2 separate regions of the Mus musculus genome follow, and region 1 is linked to region 2. Evidence: chromatin contacts called from public promoter capture Hi-C data. All regions are on one chromosome and are shown on one strand. The core of a region is the stretch at or near the end of the contact, and the rest is flanking DNA. Distances in the headings are between cores, read along the strand shown.

The links. Promoter capture Hi-C pulls out the DNA fragments that hold promoters and counts their contacts.
Region 1: a promoter capture Hi-C map of the HPC-7 cell line shows a contact between it and region 2. The contact joins the promoter of Tmem243 here to the enhancer-like site in region 2. A contact is called at or near these places in 7 of 39 promoter capture datasets (the C10 cell line, the HPC-7 cell line, embryonic stem cells and 3 more), 1 of 15 datasets of contacts at CTCF or cohesin (the NIH/3T3 cell line), 2 of 484 Hi-C or Micro-C datasets (Th2 cells and embryonic stem cells), 3 of 115 datasets of contacts at active chromatin or transcription factors (embryonic stem cells, extraembryonic endoderm stem cells and large pre-B cells) and 2 of 9 other capture datasets (adipose tissue and liver).

The regions. Positions count from the first base shown.
Region 1 is chr5:9,098,526-9,105,895 of GRCm38.p6, forward strand. Tmem243 (transmembrane protein 243, mitochondrial) reads left to right here and starts at 2,212. Exons shown (of 5, transcript NM_001081029.1): 1 at 2,212-2,334; 2 at 2,692-2,870. The coding sequence starts at 2,793.
Region 2 is chr5:8,913,381-8,920,566 of GRCm38.p6, forward strand. It overlaps Abcb4 (ATP-binding cassette, sub-family B (MDR/TAP), member 4), which reads left to right. Exons shown (of 28, transcript NM_008830.2): 9 at 1,576-1,747; 10 at 5,279-5,392; 11 at 6,640-6,750; 12 at 6,955-7,080. It also overlaps the pseudogene Gm17936. Among named protein-coding and RNA genes, the nearest start is that of Abcb4, 23 kb to the left of the region's middle. Within about 2 kb of position 4,306, at least 47 of the 459 cell types and tissues checked have an H3K27ac peak or open chromatin away from gene starts, as enhancers often do. A contact at or near this core is called in the HPC-7 cell line, where this site is marked.

The sequences.
Region 1 (7,370 bases), core at 962-3,461, 180 kb after region 2:
AGATATGGTATTGGAGAGGTGGCTGAGAGTTCTACATCTAGATTGGCAAGGCAGCAGGAAGAGAGAGTGACACTGGGCCTGGCTTAAGCATCTGCAACCTCAAAGCCACCCCCAGTGACACACTTCCTCCGACAAGGCTACAGTAACTTCTAATAGTAACACTCCCTGTGAGGCCATGGGGCCATTTTCATATAAACTACCACAAAGGTCAAAATTTGAAAACTGCAGTTCCCAAGGAAAGAGGCTCCCGTATCAGGGAGAGAAATTTTAATTCCGGGAAGAAGGCTGACAGACTTTAGTAAAAACAAAAATTTTAGTTTAAAAATACGTTGTTTGGGAGCCTGGAAAGATGACTCAGCATTTAAGAGCGCTCACTACTCTTGTAGCGGACCTAATTTTGGATCCCAGCACCGATGGTTGGGTGGCTTTCAGCTGCTTGTAACTCCATATTGAAGGAAATTCACACCCTTCTGGCCTCCTTGGCTGGAAGCACATATGTGGAAGCACATGCATGCACATGCACACACACAGTTAATAAAATCTTTTGAAATATGTCATCTAACTCTAACTGGCATTAGAGATGTTTGTGAACCACATGCAGATGCTAGGAAACAAACCTAGGCCCTCAGCAAAAGCAATAAGCATGCTTAGCTGATGAGCAGTCCCTGAAAGTTTTAGTAGTTTTTGGTGAACCAAAGTAATATTTTCCCGAGGAGCCAGTGAGGTTTCTGGTTTGAAAACAATTATGTACAAGTAGAACCAGGAGAGAGTTACTCTGTTCAGTCGACAGAACGATTTCTGCCCGGCCTGTGACCTAAATATGAATATTCTAAATGCTTCCTCCCCACCCAGTCACCACAGCAGCAGAGCACAGAGGTGAATATAATTTCCAAATATGTATGTTACCTATTTTACTATAAAACGTTGCCTATATGTTCTCTTGTTTCTCAAATAACTATACTTTAAAAAATATACTTGTATTTAAAGTCTTTATTTTTTCCCAGAATAATATTTCCAGAACTTTAACCTTTCAGAATTTTAGACTTTATGGATTTTGATTTGACTGTATATCAAATTTGGTATTATGGCATCTTTTGGGGTTGTTGACCAAGGCCCATAATTACTGTGTTATTTTGGTGGATAGTTGCTTAGCACACAGCAGATTCTCAAAGTATTGTTAGTTTTTATTTTATTATTTTGAGACAGGGTCTTGCTACTTAGTCTAGACTGTCCCTAATATTCAAAGGATTACAGCCTAGAGCCTCAAAAATATTTTTTGTTGAATGAAACTGAATATAAGTAAGTGAATTAATTTGTAGGACCTTTTAATATGAATCTTTAAATAGAACTTTTAATAGAAGTGGGTGCTGGATTATGTAGTATTGCTGTTGTTAAGGTAAAGTCGCGAGTAAACAGCTAATTTGTAAAACACGTGTAATGATTGGGCAATGGGGATATGTATAATACTTACGTGTACTCAGGGCTGGAAGTTCGTTGTGGTTGTTATTCCATCCCTTGTTCTAAACTGTTGCGTGGCACTGGAACCCATGTCTAGATTCTAAGCGTTCGTGGAGGTATCGCTTCAGCTTAGAGTCTCCTGCACACTAACACTTTCCGAACTTTCTTGAATCTAGCTAGGTATTAGTGTCAGCCCAATCCTATTAGTGTAGTTGTTTGGTTTTTAGCTTTTAGGAAGAACTTCAAATGTAGAGCGACGGTACTTGTGCAGCTTGTCCATTCCATTCAGCTCTCTAAGCCCCAAGACTCCAAAAAGGCCCAAGATGCGAAGCTCTGGCCTGTGGCAGCACCCCCACTGGACCAGGCAACGAAATACCTAACTGTTTATGTAAACTAGGACCTCTTATTCTGTGTGTAATACAGAATAAAACACGCATACACGATTGCCTCCGATACTGTAAAGTGTCCACATCCAAATCCTGGAGTGGTCGAAGCAGGTTGTCGGGTTTTAAGACGCCAAATTCGAGTCGGTCTTCAGAACCCTGCTTTAGCCACTACGTGCACCGCGCAGCCGCCAATTGCCAAGAGGCGGAGAAACGCTTGGCAGCGGGGACCCGCGCCTCGGTGGGACGACCCGCACCTCTGTAAATAAAGCTCTGCAGCCCAGGCGGCGCCTCTGCCCGTGGGATTGGCTGCCTGAGTCGTGACGCGATCTGGGCGGGCCCGACCGGTTTGCGACAGTGGCCGCAGGTCCCGGACCGGAGAGCCCGGGGGGACTCGCCGCACGGCGCCGGCGTCCGGCCGGCGTGTGGGGGCCACGGCTCGGGGTCGCGGCCGCTGCCTGGATCCGCCGCGCGCGCGGCGCGGGACGCCGAGGTCTGGCTTGCGGGCGCAGCCGGGGCTGCGGGGAGCACGGGGGACGGGACGCGAGCGGGCGGATGCGGAGCTCTCAGCCGAGCTAGGGTGGTGTGCGGGGCCGCCCGGCCCGCAACTTCACTCCCGCCGCCCCGCCGCGCGGGGGACTCGCGCCAGGCAAACTTTCTCCCGGTGGAGCCCCGGCCGAGATTGGGGGCGGCGGGCGCGGGCGGGGCGGCGGCCAAGCGCTGTTTGTTTCCTTTCACTTCCCGCGGCGGCCGCTGGAGATGAGGACGGCGGGGCTGGGGCGGAGCGGCCAGGGGCCCCCGGGAGTGACAGTCGCCCCGTCGGGATTTCCCGCCCTCCCCACCCCCCCAGGGCCCGGGCCATGCGTGCGCCGTGAGGGGCGGGCGTCCGGACTTCGCGAGCTGATGCGGACTCGCTTTTGAGCGTCCGGGGACGAGCGAAGCAGCCCTAAAATGGAGGACTTTGCTACCAGGACCTACGGGACCAGCGGCCTGGATAACAGACCTCTGTTCGGGGAGACGTCTGCCAAGGTGAGTGCGGGAGTGGGCCCCGGGCCAGAGTGCGAGAATCCCGCCTCCCTCCACCCCGCTGGCTCCTTGCAGCCTGCCTGGAGGGTACTTGGAAGTGGGAAGAACTGTTCTTGCCGTCCCGCCCCTCTCTTGGGATGTTTGCCCTGCACTCTGCACCAAGAGCAGTTTGGAGTGGAGAAAAGTTCAGAAAGTTCTGGGCAGTTTGTGGGAAGCCCTTACGGAGAGTGCGGAAACCCCACCGTGGAGGGAAAGTCCTGCGAAGGTTGCATAAGCGCACTTTCCAGCTCCACACTTCAGGTGTGCGTCCAGGGCTTTAGTGGTTTCAGGAGTGCATCGAGAGCCCAGGGTTGCTTCTGATGATTGCTTACCTAGAGTTCTTAAGAGGATGAGGATGTGAAGCAGCTCCATGAAGGTGGATGTTGGCCACAATCCCAGGAGGTGATCAAACAAAGGGTCCCAGCTCTCAAATAGGCAGAGGCACTAACCGTTTTCTAGAAGCTTGACTAGATAGAGCCTCTGGCCTGCAGTCAACAAAAGTCTTTCTCTGTACTTAGCGTTAACTTTCTGAAACTTGCTCCCCACCCCCAGCCCCCTTGCCTTGGGGACAATCAAGAAACTCTGTATTCAGCATAAAACTTTCTCAGAAGTCAGGGCAAGATTAACCTGTAGCTCTCTTACCCTCCCCCCCCCCCCACTTGTAAATGACGTTGGTGACTGTAGACCCCCTGACCCCTGATAGGAGCAGTCAGCCTTTGAAAGTTGCTGTGGTTACTGTAGAGCTGGGTTTCTTACCTTGTGGGAAGAGCCTGTACCACACACAGGGAACTTCTCCACCTGGCAGTCATGGGGAATCCTAAACTTGGAAGCTGCCAGTCTACCATGAAGATTACTTATTATTAAATTCCATATAGAATTTGATTTGTCTTGGGGTGCTTTACTAAGACATTTCAAGATGGATGTCTGGCTTCTTGTAACTTCGCCTAATCTCAGCTCGCCATGCTTGGGAGCTCAAGTTCACTAATGCTCCTTCCGTTATTTGCAGACGTTACTGAGCGCTCATGTGTGTCTATTTGGTGTTAAAGGAAAGCAGTCAGGAACGGGAGATCTGTGCATATCTGTGCATAAAGTGGAGATTCTGGTGACTGTGGCCTGTGTCACAGCACGGAGGGCATCATGCATTTTGGGTACAAAGATGAAACTGGTCTCATTCATATGAAACATTTGTCCAGCTGTCCACAAATCAGGCTCACTGTCTCTTGCGCATAGCTTTCTGAGTGCTGATTGAGAGTCTGGGTGATTCAGACTTTTAACTTCATAGGCTCTGTAATACAGCAGCACTGGGCTTCCCAGTGGACTTGTCTGATGCAGACACTGAAGCTGGCTGGGCTGACTGAGATAGCTCACTGTGTTAGTTTCAGCGCTTGGGAGGCTGGGGTAGGAGGGTCACTTGATCACAAGGTTCAAGATGAACCTGAGGTACATAGTGCAATCTTGACCCCAAATCAAAACCAGGAGCCTTAAAAGCAAAATAACAACCCCCCACCTCCCTGACAAATGTGTAGCTATTGAGAAATAATTGATGTTATTGGCTGGCCAGATGCCTACTGCTTGAAAGTTTCCTACCATCCGTCATCCATTTGAAACCCATCCAAGGACATCAGTATCCAAATATATCTCTGTTCATGACACCCCTGAGTTCAAGTGTACGGCGATTTTTTTTTTTTTTTTTTAAAGATTCATTTATTTATTATATGTAAGTACACTGTAGCTGTCTTCAGACAATCCAGAAGAGGGAGTCAGATCTTGTTACAGATGGTTGTGAGCCACCATGTGGTTGCTGGGATTTGAACTCCGAACCTTTGGAAGAGCAGTCGGGTGCTCTTACCCACTGAGCCATCTCACCAGCCCGTGTACGGCGATTATAATGCGCTGCACTACTTAGGCAGCTCCAGAACATTGCAGCACTGGCCACATAAGCGAAAAGTTAAGAATAATATATAAGTTTGCTACAACTTGGGAGTTGGATAAGTTGCCTTGTGAGGTGGACGGGGCCATTGCATATACATTCCATGGAGTGGAGAAAGGAAAGAGATCCATGGTTTGATGTGGGGCAAGTCATGTTTCCAGTAAATTGCAATGCCTAATCTGGAGATTAAAGCACCTGCCTTTGTTTATAGCAAGAGCTTTATGTGTAGGCCTGAGTGGGGCAAGGAAGAGTGCAGCCATTTCCTGGGATGGAGGAACGGCTGCTGGAGCGGAGTCAGTCTTGGGAATTCCGAGACATCAGTCTCTGTCTCCTCTCTCCTCTCTTGCGTGTGAGTGGCTCTGGCTTCCTCCTTTTCAGATTCCAGGAAACTAGACCACAGTAGCCACTTAAGTGGAAACTTGGTAATAGTGAGCTGCTGTTAAACAAGCTGAGAAAATCACGACAGGAGAAAGCCCATTCCCTTATGACAAATTCTTGGAGCTTTTAGTGGTCTCGTTTCTCTAGAATAATCAACATGGTATAGGCTCTCAGTTTTAGGGGTCATCTCTTCATTCTTAAGGCTAAGAGCACTGATGCCCAGATAGAGGGGCGTCCTGAGGGTTTGTGTTTCCTCAGCGCCAGGCAACAGGCTGGGCACTCAGTGTTCCTTGTTTGATCGATCGTCAGAGTCCTTTCTAAGACAGATGTTTGTATTTCTGTTGTACGGCTAAGGAAGTGAACTCCACGGTATTACTTTTTCAGCTACACGGCCAGTTCTCTGGCAGTATTTTGCCAGTTCCCTTTTGTGAGCTGAACAGTGGTGTGAATACTGACTTAGTCATGGAGCCTGTGTGGCAGGTTCTCACTTCTTGCCTCTTCCCAGGAAGTTGGGGTGAAGGGTTGCCCTAGCTCAGGTAGTGAGTTTTCACTTTTGAAGAAACTTAAAACCTAGTGGACCTTGAGAAACAACCAGGCGGGCAGATCACAGTGATTTCCAAATTGATTCAGTTTTTAGTGCTAGGTTTAGAAATAGCTTCAGAGATGGAGCTGCTAAAATAGTTCTTGTTCCGCGTGAGGGATGACAGAAGGGATGGTGGTTATATTTTGTAAGAAATTATACCTCATCGATACCTTTGAAAATGTTATCAGTCTTGGTCGGAGTGTCAGAATGTTATTTTCAATGTCTTAAACTATTTCTTCCCATCAAGGAGGCAGTAAGAGTGCTGTGAATCTGAGGCCAGCTCTGGCTCCACAGTTCCAGGCCAGTCTGAGATACATCGTGAGACCCTGCTTCAAACAAAACTAAAAACCAAAACATTCTTAAGTTCTCTTCCATGGTGCATTTCCTTCGGGTAAAAACCAAGCATGGCAGAGACCAAAATAATAAATGTCTGATGTTTATCTACGGCCATTTTGTAGTGTCTAAAACAGGGTTACCCATGTGTAGACCACAAGTGCAGGGGCTATATGCTCGCCTAGCATGCATAAGACTACAGGTTTTATTCATAACACTCTCTACCCCCATCCCAACCCCAACCACCTATCCAGTTAGCCAAAACTCCCAGAAAAGACAAGCTCAGGGGTAGAGCACTTGCCTGACATGGACAAATCCCTGTGTTTTTGATCCCTAGCACCAACACTCCCAAACACTCCCATTCATTTATCGAGGCATATTCATTCATTCTCTCTCTGTCTCTGTCTCTCTGTCTCTCTCTCTCTCTCTCTTTCTCCCCCTCCTCCTCTTCTTTCTCCCCCTCCTCCTCTTCTTCCTTCCCCTCCTCCTCTTCTTCCTCCTCCTCTTCCTTCTTCTTCTCCTTCTCTCTCTTTCTCCACCTCCTCCCCCTCCTCCTTCTCCTTCTCTCTCTCTCTCTCTCTCTCTCTCTCTGTGTGTGTGTGTGTGTGTGTGTGTGTGTGTGTGTTTGCGCGGGCAAAGAAACATTTGGGCCTTAATGTAATTTAGAATTTCTTTGTAGACCTACCAAAATATTTAGACCCATAAATCCATTGTTTTACATCTCTGACAACATGTGGTATTAGTCACACCATTTTATTTTCTGTCTTGAAGGGGATAAAACAATATAATATTTAATTGCTATAGAATACGTTTTATAAAAAATTGAAAATTGTATTACTAAGAAAAAATCCATTGTTTCAAGACATTACTAGTATAAATAAATTTGAAAAATGTTTTTGTACTGTCTTTGATGTCAGATACGCTTTACTCTTGGAGTCCATTGCAGTTCACATTGGCTACATTTCAGGTGCCGAGCACCTACGGCCGAGCCCATCGCTTCGACAGAGTGTTCAAAGCTGGTGGTTTCTGGTTATGGCGTTTGTAGCTCTGTTTGAGAAACGCCTTCTCTTGCTGTGAGAGTCGCAGAGGCTCAGTGTGCTGGTTTTCCTCTCTGACGCTAGTTGATGAGGGTGGGTGCGTAGGACTTTTAACTACTTTGGTAGTGTGTTATGCCCACCACAGGAACATTCCAAGACATGGCACTACAGAGAGATTTCTGGTGGACCCAGGGCTCTTTTCT
Region 2 (7,186 bases), core at 3,056-5,555:
ACATTGGCGTTAAGTATGCAGAAAAACAAACAAGACGTTTTGATGAAGGCAAATTAAAGGCTGACCAGAGTGTAATTGGTTTACAGATGGGTACAACAAATGTGCCAGCCAGGCGGGCATGACAGCCTATGGGACTCGGAGGCATCTTTATGGTCCCAAGATGCAGACGGAGAAACCCTTTGACCAGACCACGATTAGCCTGCAGATGGGCACCAACAAAGGGGCCAGCCAGGCTGGGATGTTAGCACCAGGTACCAGAAGAGACATCTATGACCAGAAGCTGACATTACAGCCAGTGGACAACTTGACCATTTCTCTACAGATGGGCACCAACAAAGTTGCTTCCCAGAAAGGAATGAGTGTGTATTGGCTTGGGCGGCAAGTGTATGACCCCAAGTACTGTGCCGCACCCACAGAACCTGTCATTCACAGCGGAAGCCAGGGCACGGGCACCAATGGGTCGGAAATCAGTGATAGCGATTATCAGGCAGAATACCCCAATGAATAGCACGGCGAGTACCCAGACGACTACCCTCGAGGGTACCAGTATGGCGATGACCAGGGCATTGATTATTAGAGTCACACACAGGAGCGCAGTATTTAGTCCATTGTTTTATCCAGTGAGACCCAAGCTAGCCTTGAATAATTCTTCTCTCCTCTTCCTGAAACACTATTACGCTTGTTCCTTTACAGTATGCCTTACGTACATTCCTTTCTCCTTTTCCTGCCTCCTCCCTAAATAGCTGCCTTCTAGTGCTGTAGCAAGGGAGCCCTACTGCATAGCCAGTAACTCGCCTCAGTACTGTGGAAAGGGTGAATGATTCCCCAGGACAGCCAGCTCTTTCGATGAAGATCTATGCATTTTTTTCTACACTTACACATAAAGTGGTATTTTTGAACAATAAGAAACTATTTTTTTCTCTTTTTTACAGTTTTAGTACGTCTCTGGCTTGTACGTGGAAGACTAAAGAGTTGATTTGCTAAATGTGGTCTTTGCCAACTAAAATCTAAGATGCAGCTTTAGACCCTGACACATGGATGTTTTTCTGCAGTCTTGTCTGCTAAGTTTTAAACAAAGTCATGAAAAAAAAAAGAATATAACCACTAACAAGTCTAGAATAGTTAAGAATATAACCACTAACGAGTCTAGAATAGTTAAGAATATAACCACTAAAGAAACTAGAATAGCCCCCTGGGTGGGTTGGTTTGGGGTTTTTGCTTGCTTGCTTGCTTGTTTGTTTGTTTGTTTGTTTGTTTGTTTTTACCTGTATGTAATCCTGACAGGAAGGTTCTTAGTATCCCAGGACTGAGGCTTCAATTCTGGCATAGCCATGGGAACACAAGTTAGTGCAGTAGAGTTCAAAGGAGATGAGCCAAGCAAGTCAGGAGTAGGCTTAGGTCAGTTCTCCTGAGCACTAATCCTGAACCAGGTCAATTCTTGGGATACTGGACTCCTCAAGACTTTATTACCTTCATGGCTTCCACCCTTAACCCCATACTGAATAGGGGTTTATTACGCCTTGGGTTGTAAAGTGTTATTCACATTATAACATTTCCCTCTTCATTTTTCGGTAGGTATCAGAAACATTTAGAAAATGCCAAAAAGATTGGAATTAAAAAGGCTATCTCAGCCAACATCTCCATGGGTATTGCTTTCTTGTTAATATATGCATCCTATGCACTGGCCTTCTGGTATGGATCCACTCTGGTTATATCAAAAGAATATACAATTGGAAATGCAATGACAGTAAGTAATACTGCTAATGATTATGAGAAATCTGGAATTGTTCTGCACCTACCTTGTCTTTATTATTTTTTATTTATTTTTAGTATTACTTAAAGTTTTTTGTGGAAGGGTAGAGTATACATGAAGGTGCCTGTGGAAGCCAGAGGTGTAGGATCCCCCTGGAGTTGGAGTTATGGAAGGTTGTGAGCCACCTGCCATAGGTACAAGGAACCAGACTCAGGTCACTGTGAGAGCAGTATGCATTTTTTTCCAATTTTTTATTAGGTATTTTCTTCATTTACATTTCAAATGTTATCCCGAAAGTCCACTATACCCTCCCCCAACCCTGCTCCGCTATTCATTCACTCCCACTTCTTGGCTCTGGCGTTCCCCTGTACTGGGGCATATAAAGTTTGCAAGACCAAGGGGCCTCTCTTTCCAGTGATGGCCAACTAGGCCATCTTCTGCTACATATGCAGCTAGAGACACGAGCTCTGGGGTACTGGTTAGTTCATATTGCTGTTCCACCTATAGGGTTGCAGACCCCTTTAGCTCCTTGGGTACTTTCTCTAGCTCCTCCATTGGGGGCCCTGTGTTCCATCCAATAGATGACTGTGAGCATCCACTTCTGTGTTTGCCAGGCACTGACATAGCCTCACAAGGGACAGCTATATCAGGCTCATTTCAGCAAAACCTTGCTGGTGTATGTGTATGTATACTGTCTGCATTTGGTGGCTGATTATGGGATGGATCCCTGGTTGCAGCAGTCTCTACATGGTCCATCCTTTCATCTCAGCTCCAAACTTTGTCTCTGTAACTCCTTCCATGGGTATTTTTTCCCAATTCTAAGAATGGATGAGGTGTCCACACTTTGGTCTTCATTCTTCTTGAGTTTCATGTGTTTTGTAAATTGTATCTTGGGTATTCTAAGTTTCTGGGCTGGAAATCAGTCTGGCAGTCCCTCAGAAAATGGACATAGTACTACTGGAGGATCCAGCAATACCTCTCCTGGGCATATACCCAGAAGAGGTTCCAACTGGTAATAAGAACACATGCTCCACTATGTTCATAGCAGCCTTATTTATAATAGCCAGAAGCTGTAAAGAACCCAGATGTCCCTCAACAGAGGAATGGATACAGAAAATGTGGTACATTTACACAATGGAGTACTACTCGGCTATTAAAAAGAATGAATTTGTGAAATTCCTAGGCAAATGGATGTATCTGGAGGATATCATCCTGAGTGAGGTAACCCAATCAGAAAACAACTCACATGATATGTACTCACTGATAAGTGGATAATAGCCCAGTGTGCATTCTTGACCCTGAGCCAGCTCTCTATCCCCTGCCTGCTCCTTTCCCCCCTTTCTCCTTTTGGAAGAAAAAGTTGTGATTGTAGGTTTGATCTTTGCCGTCCTGTGGGTAGAGTTGGCGTTCTAGAATATGCAAGTCAAGTCCTCATGGTGAGTGAGGACAAGATAATAGCTTGTGGTTTGACCACTGGAGAAATACATATTCACACAAAGGGAAATGAAATGGAAAACATGATTAGAATAAGAAGATATTGGAGTTATCCTTGTTCTCTTGTTGAGTTTAACTGTGGAAGAGAGTTTCATTTATTACTATAGATAGGTCATTGTGTAAAAGAGCATTCAATTCACACATCATGCAGCTTTTTAAAATAGAAAAGAAAAGTCATGTTAGATCATCTGGCTATATGAAGATGTAGATACGCTCATAGCATGATTGTGAAGGTAATGCATTTGAATTATACTAATGACTAAAATAAAAACTTTTAAAAGTTAAATTACTTACGTTCTAAGAATCCATGCATACTTGGTAGTGGTTTTTTTGATATGTATTTCCCAGATATGTATGTTTTTCTCTTCCGAAACTTAAGTCATAATACGTAGGTCTTTGGTAATCTTTTCTATAAACCAGTGACATTTTGTGACCATCTTCCACGTTGGGGTTGATCATGTTTCAAAAGTTGCACTTGACTCTTTCAAAATGAAAATTCTAAATATAATTTGGTCCTTAGACTTTCTCCATATGAGAATTTGAATCTCACAGTGTGCTTACAGGGGCCTGAAGTTGGTGAAGGTTGGGGGTATCAGTAACAGCAGAGTCTCCCGACTTCCTGTTCTTCTCTGGCGCATTGTGGCAGCTCACCACATGTTTTCACTTCCGCATTTCCTCCCGACGTTTTATAAATAAGGGAGGTGGCATTAACCTTTGCCATTACCCTTGCATGGTGAATTTGTCCACATTTGTAGCCCTGGTACATAATGTCTGTGTCACAGGTAAAGGGAAACTGGCAAGCCTTCTACACAAAGAGCTATGACTTCATTGCAATAATGCCTTAATATCTACTTCCATTAAGAATTTTTTCTCATTGGTCCTGAGATAAGAGATAGATAGTGGAAGGGATTTGGGTTTTGTAAACACGTATGTCACTGTTATTTCAAAGAACATAGATATATGTAAAAGTTCTTGGAGAGAAAGGAGTAATTTCTCTTCTCCTATATCTTTCTTAAGTTATATATGCTATAAATCTGTTTTCCTGAAACTGTGTTGGATTTATACATCAGTTTATGTTCCAATGAGACAGATGTGAAATGTGTCGTTTTGTGTGCTGCAAAATATAATGATCATAATTTTATGTTCTATAAATGGATGAACTGACTGGTGACTGGGAATGGTAATATATACCTTTAATCCCAGCGCACAGGAGGCTTGGGCTGGAGAATAGAGGCTATAATGAGTTCCAGACCATCATGGACTGCAGGAAGACACCCTGTTTTTAAAATATAAAGGAAGTGTTAGACTTCCGTTGATCTGACCATATATCTATCAATCTATAATAGCTTTTTAAAGGAAAACCACATGGGGCCAAAATCTGTATGTTTCCTATTGAATATTTTGTGCAATTCCTTGCAGAGTTAGATAAAATGATAAAGAATGGAATGAAACTTTAACAGGAGGAATGCTTTTTCTGGTGGCATTAGCTTCAGAGCTAATGAAGTAGGAGTCAAATGTCTTTATGACTAATACTTTGTGATCAGGGAAAAAAGCAACAAATGGTTTGGCAGACTAAACAAAGCTTATTTTTGATGCATACAAAGGGAAATAAAATATAAATAAACACATTTAGTAATGAAATGTTGTGTTAGTTTTTAAAATTTTGTTCTTTCGGGAGGCTGAGGCAGGCTGATTTCTGAGTTCGAGGCCAGCTGGGCTACAAAGTGAGTTACAGGACAGCCAGGGCTATAGAGAGAAACCCTGTCTCGAAAAACCAAAAAAAAAAAAAAAAAAAAATGTGTTCTTTACTGAAGCAATTTTATTTTTAGCAAGTTGATGGGTGTCTTATCACACTAATTATATACATGTATCTAATTATCACAATGTGTTTCATAAAGATGTACAAATATTGTTTCTCAGTAAGAAAAAAGTTACTAAGTGTCCAATAAATCCTAAATTCGGTCCTTCATGTATATTTCAAGCAAGCTCTAACGCAGATGATGCTATTCTGTTCCTAACTCTTTCACTCAGGTCTTCTTCTCAATCCTCATCGGGGCTTTCAGTGTGGGGCAGGCTGCCCCCTGTATTGATGCTTTCGCTAATGCAAGAGGAGCAGCCTATGTGATCTTTGACATTATTGATAATGTAAGTCTTTCATTGTCTGAAAGCTGAGAGAGTCATGGTGGTATTGATAATCAAGTATTGAATCACGTGTATTAAGTTATTTAGTAAGGTACACTCTAACAACAGGAAACTCTACAAGTTTATTTGGCAATATCAAATCACTGACTCCACTGGAGTCTGTTTATATCCATCACGATGTTTATGTCCATCACGAGAGTGTAGGTTAAGATGCTTCCTTTCCGTGTTTACTTCCTTTGCATGTTTGACCAGATTATAATTTCTATACAGTAGAGTGGGCAGGGGGATAAATTGTGTATAGGACCAAATTAACAGTGAACTTTGCTATGAGGTTTGCTCTTCTCCCTAACCTTAAATCAACTACATTGAATAAACTAAACTGACTACATTGAAAATGAAAAGATTTACATACTAAAGCATGCCATTGCATTTACATAGTAAAATTCAAAGTTGGAAATTGAAATTATAGAAGTAGATCTAATTTATAATTCTAAATGTATTGGATGTTTACATGGTTCCTACGTAATACTGTGCTCGTCATTCAATCCATGTTCTATTTTATTGTTTAGGAAGAAATAAGTTTCACTAAAGGCAGAAATAACTGCACTTATCCAATATGTTTTTGTTGTTTTTCTAAACATGTATAACTGACCATTTATAAAATTTATGAATATGTGCCAAAAACTGGAACGTGTTGCATGAAATAAAATAAATATTCCCTATGCATTTTCAGAAAAGTTTTAGTAAATCACACACATGTATGCACACATACATGCACAGACACTTTTGTGCTAACATGTGTGCAGATACACATGCATGTGTGCATGTGCACACACACATACACATTCCGCGTGTTCACTGTGTGTTGGCTCACAGGAAGGAGACTAATGTATACACACATACATGCACATACACTTGTGTGCTAACATGCATTCAGACACACATGCACGCACACACACACACATATACACATATCCCACATGTTCACTGTGTATTCACTCTCATGAAGGAGATTAATATATACACACATACATGCACAAACACTTGTGTGCTAGCATGCATGCAAACACACATGCATGTGTGCATGCACACACACACACACACACATATCCTGCATGTTCACTGTGAGTTTGCTTACATGAAGGGGATTATGATACTCTGAACTCTATGTTTAGAATTTAATGCTTCCTATTCCTTAAACATACAATTTCTTATTTGATAAAATAGTCATTGAATTTTGTTTTATTTAGAATCCTAAAATTGACAGTTTTTCAGAGAGAGGACACAAACCAGACAACATCAAAGGAAATTTGGAGTTCAGTGATGTTCATTTTTCCTATCCATCTCGGGCTAATATCAAGGTACTGTCAGCAACACTAGTTTCCTAGCGTAAGCTGATCTCTGATCTTCCCAATAGAGTCTGATTCCTTTGATATTTATATACTTTTGTCCTATTGGAGTTAAACTCTTAAGTCATACTTCTTTTCTAAATTCTAAGTAGAATTGAATTATTCCTTTTTTGGAGCTTGGTTGTGAAGTGTGCTCTTCCTTGCTTTCCTCTGCAGATCTTGAAGGGCCTCAACCTGAAGGTGAAGAGTGGACAGACAGTGGCTCTGGTTGGCAACAGCGGCTGTGGAAAAAGCACAACTGTCCAGCTGCTGCAGAGGCTCTACGACCCCACAGAGGGTAAGGTAAGTGGGAAGAACCAAAGTCCCCAACATCGGAAGGTGGGCAGAAGTAGTCCCTTAGAAACTGTTTCCTTACAAATAAATATGTGAGTCTGATTTTGGAAAGAGT